Regions from separate parts of the Gossypium raimondii genome. Here region 1 is linked to region 2. A link is a contact called in public Hi-C data. All regions are on one chromosome and are shown on one strand. Each heading gives the region's core, a stretch centred on a gene start, on an enhancer-like site or on the middle of the called end of the contact. The rest is flanking DNA. Distances are from core to core; before and after follow the strand shown. Region 1 holds the start of LOC105804708. Region 2 holds the start of LOC105804712 (zeta-carotene desaturase, chloroplastic/chromoplastic).

The links. Hi-C and Micro-C count contacts between places; a contact is called where the count stands out from the background.
Region 1: a Hi-C map of leaf shows a contact between it and region 2, with 2.4 times the contacts expected there. The contact joins the promoter of LOC105804708 here to the promoter of LOC105804712 in region 2. A contact is called at or near these places in 2 of 2 Hi-C or Micro-C datasets (both in leaf).

Annotation. Positions count from the first base shown.
Region 1 is chr11:10,477,999-10,485,226 of ASM2569854v1, forward strand. LOC105804708 reads right to left here and starts at 2,810. Exons shown (of 9, transcript XM_012637413.2): 1 at 2,509-2,810; 2 at 1,624-1,688; 3 at 1,125-1,173; 4 at 693-787; 5 at 449-534; 6 at 282-341; 7 at 101-182. The coding sequence starts at 2,695. LOC105804700 reads left to right here and starts at 3,056. Exons shown (of 20, transcript XM_012637402.2): 1 at 3,056-3,296; 2 at 3,667-3,745; 3 at 3,843-4,031; 4 at 4,167-4,375; 5 at 4,541-4,613; 6 at 4,691-4,747; 7 at 5,290-5,369; 8 at 5,451-5,513; 9 at 5,611-5,698; 10 at 5,801-5,903; 11 at 6,020-6,123; 12 at 6,239-6,312; 13 at 6,799-6,863; 14 at 7,017-7,192. The coding sequence starts at 3,082.
Region 2 is chr11:10,350,441-10,357,618 of ASM2569854v1, forward strand. LOC105804712 (zeta-carotene desaturase, chloroplastic/chromoplastic) reads right to left here and starts at 1,468. Exons shown (of 14, transcript XM_012637417.2): 1 at 958-1,468; 2 at 393-517; 3 at 50-184. The coding sequence starts at 1,078. LOC128034620 (a long non-coding RNA gene) reads left to right here and starts at 6,836. Exons shown (of 2, transcript XR_008190727.1): 1 at 6,836-6,968.

The DNA of each region.
Region 1 (7,228 bases), core at 1,560-4,059, 130 kb after region 2:
GAAGAGTATTTGCAACAAGATGTAGAATGTTATTCTCTAGAGAACTTGGAATTCAAGAAACCACTGATGAAATTGCATCCTCGAATCAATATACACTTACATCAGCATAGGTCAAATGATATAATGGAACTGTAGGATGAGACAAAAGAAGCTCCTCATAGCAGAATGCTGCTTGCTTGTACCTGATTTATAAACAAAAGCAAAAAGGTTTAAGTTATTGCTACGTTATGAATTGATGAAGTAAAAGGAGATAATATTGAGTTATGTAAATTAGCACTCACATTTGTAGGGAGAGATATATATCTGCAAGTTCTCTCCAAGCATCATGATCAGCCATAAATCTAGCAAAGAAAAAGGGAAATTGGCTGATATTGAATTAAACATAACCCAAAAAGGACAGACACAAAGATCTATGACTGTAAAGAGAATTTTTTCTGAGATATCTTACATCTCAAGATATTTATTAAGCCATTCAATAGCCACTGAAATATTTCCTTGAGCTTTTGCCATGGCTACTCTCCTCTTATGTATTACCTGCATGAGAATAGAATATGTTATCATCGATTCTTTTTGTTCTATAAAAGAAACAGTCCAGAATATTTCTTAACAAAAAAGAACACCATTAAATTTCACAGTTTTGGGGGACGAGAGGAGAGAGAGAAAGGGGGGGAGGGGATGGCTGCAGAATTTACTTGATCAAGTGGATTGTCCTCTAAAAGGCTTGAGTAAGCTTTTTCTGCCTCAGCCCAGGATCCCTTTGCTTCAAGCAACATGCAATCCAGCCTGCCTGTAGACCACAACAAAATGAAACCACTATTTCATAAAATGATAGAACAAAGGAACACAATCATCAGCAACACATCCTTTTGGATCCAAAAGAATCGAAACTGATTCAAGAACAAATTTGTCCATCCTTATCCACACCATAATGCGATTGGTAGAACATTGGCCAAGATATTCAGAAGAAGCTTAATGTAAGAAGCATCAACTATCAAAGGGTAGGCCACGAATGTAGGATTCACAAAAGACTTAACAGCAAGATATTACAGACACACACGCCTGCACATTTTTAGTCACACAAACATAAAACATAGAACATATATTTCATCTTCATATATGCTTACCAACCCTTTTGCTCTCCGGAAATTTCTTGTGCAAAACCTTTATGCAATCCTGCAGTTTTAAATTGCACGAATTTACGTCAGGCAACTTTATAAGCCTACTATCAACTAGTACCTAGAGTATCTAAGCTACTCCACACTGCAGTCTATAGAACAGTACAAGAAACTAACAACAAGCATAACAATTGATGTCAGCAAACCCTAAAGCAACATTAATGAAACAAGAGTTGCACCATATTGAACACGCAACAGGGAAAGCCAAAATTTTCTAACTAATGCCTCAACAAAGAAAGAGATATCCAAGTAATAAGTACCACCTTAAAGAACTATTAGCATCCTCAAAAGAGAAACTATAAGAACAATGAGAGTAGTCAACCCAGTGGGACTGATACAAATTAAATAGGTAAAAGAAATAGAATATTCTTTCACATAAATGGAAATCTCCATATAAAAAATAAAATATTAAAATCAATCAAAAATGGAAAAAAAAAAAAGATTGTACCTTTGCAACATCGAGACATTGGCAATCCATAGCAGCAATAGCTAGCTGCTCATATAGAGTCCATTCTGTATTAAGATAAGCAGTTGTTAATTATAAACGTTCACAAACGTGCCTGATAAATTAATAGAAGCAACAATTTGGTCATAAGCAGACATCTAATCTTAAACAGACAACAATTTGGTCTAAACGCACCACTTAAAATCACATTCTGACAGATCAAAGGGTAACTGTTCCCAAGTGCCTACTGTTCTAGACTACAAAGTGAAATCCAATACCAAAATAAGTCTCGAATGATGCAATAGAACACGAGAAAATGTATAAAACTAAGATAACATCTCATATCTAACTTAGGATATATAACAAATGAAATGTCTAGAACTATAAAGTGCTACAAACTGTGCTTCATCAGGTACTCCTATCTTCTTCTGATTACTTCTCAAAATCTCAGTTGAAAAATCAAAATATTGAAAACTTAACCTGAGTTCCTAACCAACTAATTCTTATTCTAATACATACAAATTCAAATCAAGCTTGACACATTGAAATCTATACAAAGCTAGTAATACCACCTCAAAGTTCTCATCACACCCAATTTAAGTAAAATCTTCGATTTTTTTAAAACAGAAGTATAAAACCATAAAGCTTCAAACTTTGAATTCAAGTAAATGAATAACAGGGTAGCAAACAGTAAAGCTTCAATTTGTGAAATTCAAGCAAAACTCTAGTTAGCAAATAAACAAAGAACACAAAGCTCTAATACCAAATCAAATCTAATTACAAACAAAACCGATAAAAGAACTCAAAATTCAAACCAAACACTTTGAAATCATCCAATTCAAGCAAAACCCAATTTCAAAAATCAATCAAAGCTAGAAAAAAAAAAACCTTCAGGGCCAAGAGCAGATCGTTTTTTGGGGTCGTTTAAGATCGATAAGCCATACTTCAAGACTTTCTCTGAACGCCTAACTTTGAGCTTCCTGACAAGGCAAAGATACTCCCAAGCACCTCCTCCTCCATTGTCTACCTGGTTTTCAAGCCTGTTCAATTGGGTCTCCTCTGTTTTACTCACCATCTCTCTCTCTCTCAATGCAGGCGTTTTTCTTTTTCTTTTGCTCTGTTTTTGGTTTCTCTCTCTACTCTGGCTAGTGGCCTGTGTTTTGGATCTCTATAATGGGTCAACTCGTTTTTGCTTTTTGGAGCACTTTGTTTTTGTTGTCTTTGGTTACACTTCCAACTCCCTCATCATTGCCATTGTTGAAAGCCAATGGGCTTCATCACTGTTGCTCTTTTTCCTTTATTCTTTTTTCAATTTTCATCAAATCTATTTCTTGGTGTAATACCCAAACCATACAAATGGACTTAAAAGGCCCAAAATAAAGCAAGAAGGAAAAACCCCATCAAAGCAACAAAACGCATCGTATTACAGGATACCAGTAAACCCTGGGAAACCAGAAGAAGATGTGGCGTTGTGGTGTCTCAAGTCTAAAACCCAACTGTTACTTCCACTGCAAACGGAACTACTTGTCACTTTCGAAATCAAACTTGACAAAACACCCAATCACGAAATACTCAAATTATTCAAGTCTAACAATGACGACCATCACCGAATCCGATGTGGGAATCCTCTGTTTCATCTCAAACCTTCCTGGTTTTCGTGGCATCCTCAAACAAAGGTCAAGGGTCACTCCTTTTTTTTTTTGTTTTGATTTCTTTTAAACTTATCCTTTATGACCAAGTTTTGTGCTTTTTTTTGCAAATACCCTTATATTTAATTTGTTTATTTTCACATGCATGCTTGGCTATATGTTTGTTTGATTAAGATGGTGGAATCAGAGGTTTAGTCTTAGCTTCACTCAAGCCTGCGTTTTGGCAGTTGTGTCTTTGTGCGTATAATGAGGTTCTTTGTATTTAAAAGGAATGGAGAAATTTTGGAATGAGGAAAATTGCAAGTTTTGAGAGTGATTTTCTTTATTATGAATTGGTTATAATTGCAATTGGCGACGGAAAATTTTGTTATTTGATTGCTTTGAATTTTTTGTGTAGATATTCTGATTTCATTGTGAATGAAGTAGACACTGAGGGAAATGTTGTTCATTTGACCTCTTTAGATGCCCCTCCAGAGGTAATCTGACTCATTCCATTTTTTTCAAAAAATTATTTTTTGTACATTTAATATATTATAATCTTTTTCTTTTCGGACATGTTCTCGGGCTTTTCAGGAAGGTGAAACAAAAATATCTGATCAACTTAACAAAAATTATGCATCTGAAATTGAAAAATTCAGATCACTTGCCTGCGAAATTGATGTCGATCAGTTAGAAGCTTTCATTAACCAAATTACTTCAGGCAGTGAAGAAGATATCTCTCCCATTGTTCTGTCTCCAGATTCTGATAAATCTCATCGAACGGTAAGCTTTACATTCTTTTTCAATTTGTTTATCCTTAATCATTCTGTACCTTTAGCGTGTAGGGTGTTAGTCTATTACAAAGAGGGAATCAAACTAACTAGAAGAACCTTCTCATTTTGTTTTTGACATTTTCAGGCAATGCATAATTTCTTTAAGGAGAATCTTAGATTTCTAGTCACTGACACTGTTGATGGACCTGATTCTTCCTCAAAATGCATCCGCGTGAGGTTAAATTCTGGGAATAAGAACAAGGGAAGAAATTCGAATAAAAGGAAGAGAGGTGATAGGCCCTATGATAGTAGAGGTTCAAGCCACTGGCCAGCGCATCTTGGCAATTTTCTTAGGTAGCATGTTGCACTCCTACAATAATTTGATGCCTCTTAAAATAATAGGAGAAAAAACCCATGTCTAGCTTTCACCTTTCTGTATTCAATTGCTTATCAATGCCATGAAGTGTCTATTGCACTTGAACTACATTAGAAGGTGCTATCATTTATGTTAATATTCAGGTTCCATCTTTTCAAGGAGAATAAAGATACACAGGAAGCCTTAGGATTAATAGGAAAGATGCTTGGCATTCAGGTATGATAAATGATTTATATAAATCCTGTGGTTACCTATTCAACGGGAACCTTTGTCATTAATCTTTTGTTTGACAGCCAAGGTCTTTTGGTTTTGCGGGTACAAAAGATAAGAGGTCAGTTTCCACTCAAAGGGTAAGTTGCTCCTTTTTCTGCTGCTTTCATTCTAAATTAATTGGTGTTTTGGTTAACTTTGGGAGATTACTTGCTCTACCTTGCATTGTGTAGATGTAGTGTTAATTCTTTTCTGAACTAATTTTTGCAAAAGCTAGTCTTTAGCATCTTGAAGAAACTGATGGGTGGATGTCACTTTCAGAAATTTTATGAGGTACTAAGAAAAATGAAATTGCTACTAGAAGAACTGGGATATGCCAAAGATGCCATTAGGGGACACTTCTGTTCATTATGGTTCTTGCAGTTCTACCTCTAAACTCTTTTAGTAGTTATCCATTTCACGGGTATAGAGTTGTAAGCAATGGAACACTGCTGCCTGATTAATGGCTTGTCACTCTGTCTTCAATCTAAATGCCACAGGCACTTTCACTGTGTGTGGAAAATGGATGGTCTGGTTGCTATTTTATATTTTCATAATCATGAGCACTTCTATGTATATCTGGTTTTTATCTTCTTCTGCAAAAGGGATCATGTTTAAGTGGTGCAGTCTTTTGGGCTTCCAGGTAACTGTTTTCAAGCAGTATGCAAGTAGATTAGCTGCCCTCAATGACAGGTTGATTGGTATTAAGGTGGGAGACTTCTGGTAAGGTTAATGGATATAACATTCTATTCCCTTTAAGGTATTGTGTTATGAACCATTATTTATAGTGTGATTATCATCCAGCTATGTCAAGGATGACCTCCTCCTTGGGCAGCTTTTAGGAAACCGATTCACCATTGTATTACGGTGAGAGTTTCCCACATGTGAATTCTGTTTAACATCCATCAGTGCTACTTCCTTCTTCCCATATCCCATCACTCATTGAACTCATTTATCTCCTTAGAGGAGTTGTTGCAGATTCTGAAGATACTATTCAAGCATCTGCAGAGTCCTTGGGGAGGCATGGCTTCATCAACTATTTTGGCTTACAAGTATTTCCTTAATCATTCTCTCTCCTCTCCCACCCTCTCTTCCCCCCTTTCCTGCTTTCTTCTTTCTTTTATGTTCTTTTTGAAACCTTCATAATTTTTCAGCGTTTTGGAAGTGGTTCTATTCCAACTCACCACATTGGTGCCACATTACTGCGAGGCGAATGGAAAGCTGCTGCAAGCACTATTCTTGATCCAAGAGAAGGGGATATCCTTTATTTTCACTTCCTTTTGGAAAATGTTACTTTTTATATGCTAGACTGGTCTGCATTCAGCTTGGAGAAATAATTATCTCTTGTTTTCTTGACTTGAATCTCTAAATACAAAGAAATATCATAAGCAAGGCAAGGGAATATTATAAACAAACTGGTGACATAGATGGTACTCTCAAGCAATTACCTCGCCATTTAGTTGCAGAAAGGGCTATGGTAAGCTCCCAGTTTTGTCACTCCTCCAAGGCTTTGATATCCGTTGTATTGATTTTCTTTTGTGTATGTTTCATAGTTAAAAAGAATTTTGTCCCCTTTTTCCATTCTCATACAGTTGCAATGTTTGAAGAAAAGTCCTGGGAATTACTTGCAAGCCCTGAAAGCTATACCTAGGACGTTGAGAATGATGTAAGTGCTTGATGTGTCAGAAAGCCAGGAATATAATTTTTCTTAATTCTAAAACAGTTACTGAATTTGGATTCTTGAACTGCAGAACTATATCTATTTTCTTGGAAGCATGTTTAGTATGGGAGTTTACTGTTTATATGTGCATGCTATTTAATCACTAATGTCCAGTTTACTTCAGTAGCTTGATTTTTTACCCATAGAGTGCTTGCTTACCCTTGCATTTCATTCATGTCAATGCATGAGTTAGTTAGTTGAGTTGAATACCTTATCCTAATTGATTGATTGATGTTGGGACTTGGAAATTATGTTAAGGTAGTTATTGAGATATTTAGAATCATTTTCTATTTCTCAAGAGTTGTATGAGAGAGATCCTCCTCATAGTAACCTCTCTTTGTCTTTCTCTCATACACAAGTACTAATTGACCCAACAGGGATTCAAGAGAAGATTGATATTGAATCTTAGATTATATCTGTTTTACTGATCAGGTATGTACATAGTTACCAAAGCTATCTGTGGAACCATGCAGCAAGTGTGAGAGTGCAAAAATATGGTATGCAATTTTGTTTTTATGATCCTTTTGTTTTGGTCAGTTAAGGGGTGGGGGGATTCCTTTTACACACTTAGGTTTAATATTTGTCATAGCTATATTAGAAATTTTGAGGTTACCTGATATAACAATGTTCTGTTATCCCACCATATTCAGGAAGCAGTGAAGTTGTGTTGGGAGACTTGGTATATAGCAAAGGAGATGATGCGGAAAAAACAGAAGTTGTACCACCTGAACATGAAGATAATAGCTTAGAAGATGCTTATGATTGTGGTCAATTAGATGAAATATCCGGAAAAGATCTTCCGCTAGAGAAAAATAATCTTGTTAAGGTCAGTTGTCATATTTTTCATTTAAAGCATTTTAAA
Region 2 (7,178 bases), core at 218-2,717:
AATAGTGTCCAATGACCATGAAAAACTATTATAAGGCCTTCTGCTTCACCTTTTTCATCAACCGGAATAGATTGTTGTAGCAACCAAAAAAAACATGCAGCCCCATCTCAATGTGGTTTCCTTTTCTATCAACAAAAGAACCTACTTTGCCTCCAATGAAAGGCCTAGACTCGAATATATCAACCTGAAGAAATCAAAGTAATCATCAAATTACAGCTACTATATCGAGAAATCACTAAACTATGTATATTTAAGGAAAAAAATGTTGCAGAAATAGGTTTTCAGAAACTGAAAGTTGCAAAAATATGATTCTGCTTTGAAATTCTTATTCCTACTGAAATGCCAATCCAATTAAGATATTGTAGAAACAGGCAACTAGAGATAAGAAAAACCTCATGGCCTTGATCCAATAGCTCAACAGCTGTTGACATGCCAGCAAGACCAGCTCCAATAATAGCCACCTTCAGCTTTGGTCCTCTATAATGTTCAGGTTCAGGTGGAAACAATCCCTTTGGAGCTGCCAAGTAAACAATCCAAGTATCTACCATGATGATATGGAACTTTAAATCAAACTAAAACTATAATTTATCTAACATGATTAGCTGCATTCAATGCCATTGATCTTTAAAGGATAGGAAACAAGAACTCTTAAGTCATCTCCCTACAGAATAACTTCAATTCATTATACAGCATTTCCTTTTATTCCAAGATGGTAGGCAAAATTAAGCTACTAAATAATTTACGACACAGTACTTTCCAAGTATGATAAAGCAAACCCCATTTTCAGCTTCCAAAATCCCATCTCCAAGCTATGGCGTCCTTGTAAATTTAGCTAAACTATATACAATTCACTATGTTATCTACCAAATAAAAACACAAAAATATCAGAAAAAACAAGAATACCCAGAATCCAAAAGAGCCCCCCCCCCCCAAAAAAAAAAAAGGAGAAAAGATTACCATTAACACTCATATCGGAAACATTGGTATCCAAAGAAGACTTCACAAAGAGCCTTGTAGACTTGACCCGAACCATTGAACCCAAACCAGTGGCTGCAAACAGAACAGAAGCAGAAGCCATAGGTGACCCAAAAAAATATGGAACCTTAACTTTCCTCCTAAAAACAGCAACAAGTGACAATTATCTTTCTTTGATTAACCAAGAAATAAAACAGTGGAAGTTTTGGGAATTAAGATGCAGTAAAAGAATCCATTGAAGAATTCAACTACAAAGCTTCTCTTTTTTTCTTAATACTGCAACATTAAAAAGCAAGCCTTTTTGAGCTTGGAAGGTAAGACGAATGTGGAAGAAATGAAAGAAATAATGGGCTACAAGTGACTTTGTCACTAACTTATAATGGACCAACCAAAACCAAATACTTTTGTTATCAGTTCACAGTACAAAAAGATTTTATCTTTTGTGGAGTTTGATGATGATGAAGTTGAGATTAACATTTTTAATGGAGGGTGCCATTTTTTTCCCTTATCTTTTGTTGTTTTTTGTTTATAAGTGAAATTACCTATAAGGAAGAGGAAGGACCACGATAGTCCTCTTATTGTTGCCTAATTTCTGGCATACTGACATCATGACTCCATATTAGACAAATATAGTGGAGGGGTTTATAATTTCACCTTTTTATCATCTCTTTTCTTTTTGGATAAACTACACTCAAAAGTTATAAGTAAATTTATATTTTATTCACTCAATTTTAAAAAACTGTAAAATAGTCATTGAATTATTCAAAAGTTTTTATTTAAGTCATAGAATTATTCTAAAGTTTTTTTTATGTCACAAGGGGCATATTTTAAAAAAAAAGTTTGGTTAGCGAGTTCTAAGCGACGATTCGACGACCGGTACGATGAATCAGTATCCATCAACGAGTAAAAAAACACACCCTAGATCCAAGTCGGCAGTGTCGAAAATCGGAGAAGAAAGATGTTTGGATTTTGGTTCGCAAATTTGTGACATTCAAAGTTATTCATTAAAAAAAACTAAATTGTAAAAAAAAAGAAATGAGAACTTTTGATTGGTGTAAACGATGCAAATAAATAATGTCATTTTACAGCAGTTTTAACAATCCGGTAACTTAAATGAAAATTTTCAAATTATTCAATAATCACTTTGTAATTTTTGAAGTTGGACGATCAAAATATAAATTTACTAATAATTTAATCACCTTAGATATAATTTATCTTTTTTCTTTTTCATATTGAAGAGAGAACAATAGAAATTGAAACTCTATCCTTGAAGTACAAATAAAAGGTTTATTTAATGTTCACTCAGCACATAAGTTGTAAAAATTATTTCGATCAAATTTAAACTATAAAAATGTAAATTAAATTGAACTCAGATAAATTTTTAGGTTTGGACTTAAATTTATATTATAATATGTATTTTCAACCATATAATATATTAATTATGTCACATAATTATTTAAAGATATTATGTAAAAGTATTAAAAGATGAAAATATTATTAGAATAATATTTAGGGTAAACTTTTAAAATAGTCATTTTTGTTTACCTCGAGTTACATTTTAGTCACTTATATTTGAAATATTACGTTTTAGTCACTTATGTTATTGCGTTGTAATATTTTAGTCACTGAGCCGTTAATTGCCATTAATGGTGTAACAGTAAGCTGACATGACACGTTAAATAATCATTTCAAATAAAAATTTTAGGTTAATTTATACAATCGGTCCCCACAATTTTTCATTTTGAGCAATTTAATTTTTTTCTTTTATGTTCTTTTAACTTTATTTTTCTTTTCTTTATTTTTCATTCTCTTCTGCTTTTCCCTTTGTTTTCCTCCCTTCTCCATTTCTTTTAACGTAGTTTTTCTATGTTTTTATTTGTTAAAACTAATCCCTATACTTTTATTTTTTGACCAATTTAATTTTTTTCGAGTGAAGCAAGCTTGTGGACTAATTTTAAACAAATGAAAAATATAGAAAAACCACGTTAAAAGAAACGAAGAAGGGAGGAAAACAAAGGGAGAAGAATAAGAGAATGGAAAATAAAGAAAAAAAAAGAGTTAAAAGAACATAAAAAATTTAAATTGCTCAAAATGAAAAAAAAATATAGGGACCAATTGTAGAATTTAACCTAAAATTTTCGTTTGAAATGATGATTTAACGTACCACATCAGCTTACCGTTACACCGTTAACGGCAATTAACGACTCAGTGACTAAAATGTTACAAAGCGATAACGTGACTAAAACGTAAAATTTCAACCATAAATAACTAAAATGTAACCTGAAGTAACTAAAAATGATTATTTTAATAGTTTACCCTAATATTTATTGTCTTTAGAAAAAAATACTTCCAAGTCATTTTCTAACTAAATTGATGCTCTAATAATAATTTGTAACTATAACTGTCGAAACCAGTTTTATATTTATTTTTTAAAAACGGGGTCGACTTTTTCAAAAACAAAAATTGGATTCGTCACCAATCTTTTATTAAGGTGTGATCGGTTCATCTTGAAAACGATTTTAGGTCTACGAATTTTGAGAAAATAGGTTCGGGAGTCAGTTACGTACTAGGAAGGGTTAGCACTCTCGTAACGCCCAAAATCGGTACCGAATTGATTGTTTAATGTCTTGGTGTCGTAAATTTGAAAAGATTTTAAAAGAAAACTTTTTAACTTGAATGAATTAAAATAATAAAACATTCTTATTTTAAAGAAATAAAACATCACACCCAGTGAGTTAGGGCGCAACATTTTTAATCTGCAAAATTAAGTTTGTCTTTTGATTTAAAACTCATGCATTTAAATTTCAAAAGGATATTCGACTATTTGGGTTAAAAGAGAAAAATCAAAACCCAGTAAGTTAGGGCACGGCCACCCGAATTTCCCAAATACAGAATATTGCATTTATTATTTTTAGAAAAATCCTCATCTTGAGAAAACAATGTGTCATATCCAATGCGTTAGGACACAACGTATTGATTTCCCGATAATGAGCTTTTATGTTTTTTTATTAAAGAGCATTCCTGATTATTTAGATTCAACGAAGAAAATTAGAACCCAACACGTTAGGGCTCAATCCTCTCGAAGATCTCAAATATCGAATATTGCCTTATTTTGAAAGCCTTGGAACAAAAATAGTTTTAATGCTTTGACGAAACCAAATATATTTTCTTTTTAAAAAAATGATAAAATGTTAATATACAACATAAAACAAATACTTTAATATGAATTATATATGTATATGTATCTACAAAATATGTATATACATATAAGTACAATATATAAATAAAATTGAAAATATGTGTATGCATATATTAAAACACATATATGTAAGTATACATATAAAAAGAAAAAGAAAAGGAATGAAATATATAAAACAAAAAAACTTATAATAATCTCTAAAAAATATGTATATATATATATTAAAAACATGTATATGTGCATGGATTATAAAATAAGGAAAATGTATATGTATTATAAAATATAAATGTATATGTATATACATGTATATAAAAATTATGAAGATAAAATAATAATAATAATATAAATAAAATATGTACATGTATATCTTCTACAAAAGTTTAAAACATATATGCACATATATTTTGTAAAAAATATGTATGAACGTACGTGGAAATAATAATTATAATATTAATAATAAATAATAATAATAATAATGATAAAAAAGAAGAAGGGAAAAAATATTTTTTTTAAAAAGCAAATTGCAAAAAGGACTAAAGAGTCAGTAAAACTAAAACAACAGGAAATAAATGAAATTTAAGCAAAATGGTGGGTCAAATCGCGACACGCAAATTACATGGGGGGCCAAATCAGAAATAATCCGCTTCCCCAAAACGGTGTGCAGCGATGTGGACTAAAATGCCACACAGGTAAAATATTCAGGCCAAATTAAAAAAGGAAATGGGTTTAATTAAAGCGCGTCGCAAAAGGTGGGCCTAATTGCGCAAATTCCCCATTTAGGGCCAGAACGCGCGGACACTGTTTGCGGGTCGGGTCAACGCGCAGATCTGGCCCCTTTAAACGGCGCCGTTTTGTTTATGTGTTAAATTAAACACAAAAATAACAAAAAAGGATTAAAAAAATCATTTTTTTCACGTTTTTGAAACGTTTGCTCTACTAGGGCTTTTCTTAACCCTTTTTTGCGCCGTCGTTCATTCGTCCCTTCACCAAAACTCCAATTGCGACGGAGATGGTGGTGGCACGGCGGCTTCGACGAAAGGTAAGCTTTGCCTCATTCTCTTCTTTTTTATTTAAGTAAAATAAAATATATAAAAATAATAAAAGAAGAAATATAAATACAAACAAAAATAAAAGATCGATGAACACTACAAAAGATAGGCCTTTTATAGTTTTTCTTTGTATTCTTGTCTCCTTTTTTTACAATACAAAACATAGGCCTTTTATAGCCCGAATAGAACAACCTTTTCCATTTTTTTTTGTTGTTTTACACTATTTGGACTCTTTGAATCTGTTTTGTAGGAGAACATGGGAGTACGGCGCGCATGGAGGAGGTCGGTTCAGACGCGTGCGATGGTGGGGTTTTTCGAAGTGTTATGCGGACCACTTTGGGTCGGGTCAGGTCAGCGGATCTGGCCCCTTTAAACGGCGCCGTTTTGTTTATGTGTTAAATTAAACACAAAATAACAAAAAGGATTAAAAAATCATTTTGTTTCACGTTTTTGAAACGTTTGCTCTACTAGGGCTTTTCTTAACCCTTTTTTGCGCGTCGTTCATCCGTCCCTTCACCAAAACTCCGATTATGACGGAGATGGTGGTGGCACTGCGGCTTGACGAAAGGTAAGCTTTGCCTCATTCTCTTCTTTTTATTTAAGTAAAATAAAATATATAAAAATAATAAAAGAAGAAATATAAATACAAACAAAAATAAAAGATCGATGAACACTACAAAAGATAGGCCTTTTATAGTTTTTCTTTGTATTCTTGTCTCCTTTTTTTACAATACAAAACATAGGCCTTTTATAGCCCGAATAGAACAACCTTTTCCATTTTTTTTTTGTTGTTTTACACTATTTGGACTCTTTGAATCTGTTTTGTAGGAGAACATGGGAGTACGGCGCGCATGGAGGAGGTCGGTTCCGAGACATGCGATGACTGGGGTTTTTCTGGAAGCTGTTTGCGGACCCTGTTTGCGGGTCGGGTCAACGCACGGATCTGGCCCCTTTAAACGGCGTCGTTTTGTTTATGTGTTAAATTAAACACAAAAATAACAAAAAAGGATTAAAAAAATCATTTTGTTTCACGTTTTTGAAACGTTTGCTCTGCTAGGGCTTTTCTTAACCCTTTTTTGGGCCGTCGTTCATCCGTCCCTTCACCAAAACTCCGATTGCGACGGAGATGGTGGTGGCACGACGGCTTCGACGAAAGGTAAGCTTTGCCTCCTTCTCTTCTTTTTTATTTAAGTAAAATAAAATACATAAAAATAATAAAAGAAGAAATATAAATACAAACAAAAATAAAAGATTAATGAACACTACAAAAGTTAGGCCTTTTATAGTTTTTCTTTGTATTCTTGTCTCCTTTTTTTTACAATACAAAACATAGGCCTTTTATAGCCCGAATAGAACAACCTTTTCCCTTTTTTTTTTTTTTGTTTTACACTATTTGGACTCTTTGAATCCGTTTTGTAGGAGAACATGGGAGTACGGCGCGCATGGAGGAGGCCGGTTCCGAGACGTGCGATGACTGGGGTCTTTCTGGAAGCTGTTTGCGGACCCTATTTGCGGGTCGGGTCAACGCGCGGATCTGGCCCCTTTAAACGGCGCCGTTTTGTTTATGTGTTAAATTAAACACAAAAATAACAAAAAAGGATTAAAAAAATCATTTTTTCACGTTTTTGAAACGTTTGCTCTACTAGGGCTTTTCTTAACCCTTTTTTGCGCCGTCGTTCATCCGTCCCTTCACCAAAACTCCGATTGCGACGGAGATGGTGGTGGCACGGCGGCTTCGACGAAAGGTAAGCTTTGCTTCCTTCTCTTCTTTTTTATTTAAGTAAAATAAAATAAATAAAAATAATAAAAGAAGAAATATAAATACAAACAAAAATAAAAGATCGATGAACACTACAAAAGATAGGCCTTTTATAGTTTTTCTTTGTATTCTTGTCTCCTTTTTTTTACAATACAAAACATAGGCCTTTTATAGCCCGAATAGAACAACATTTTCC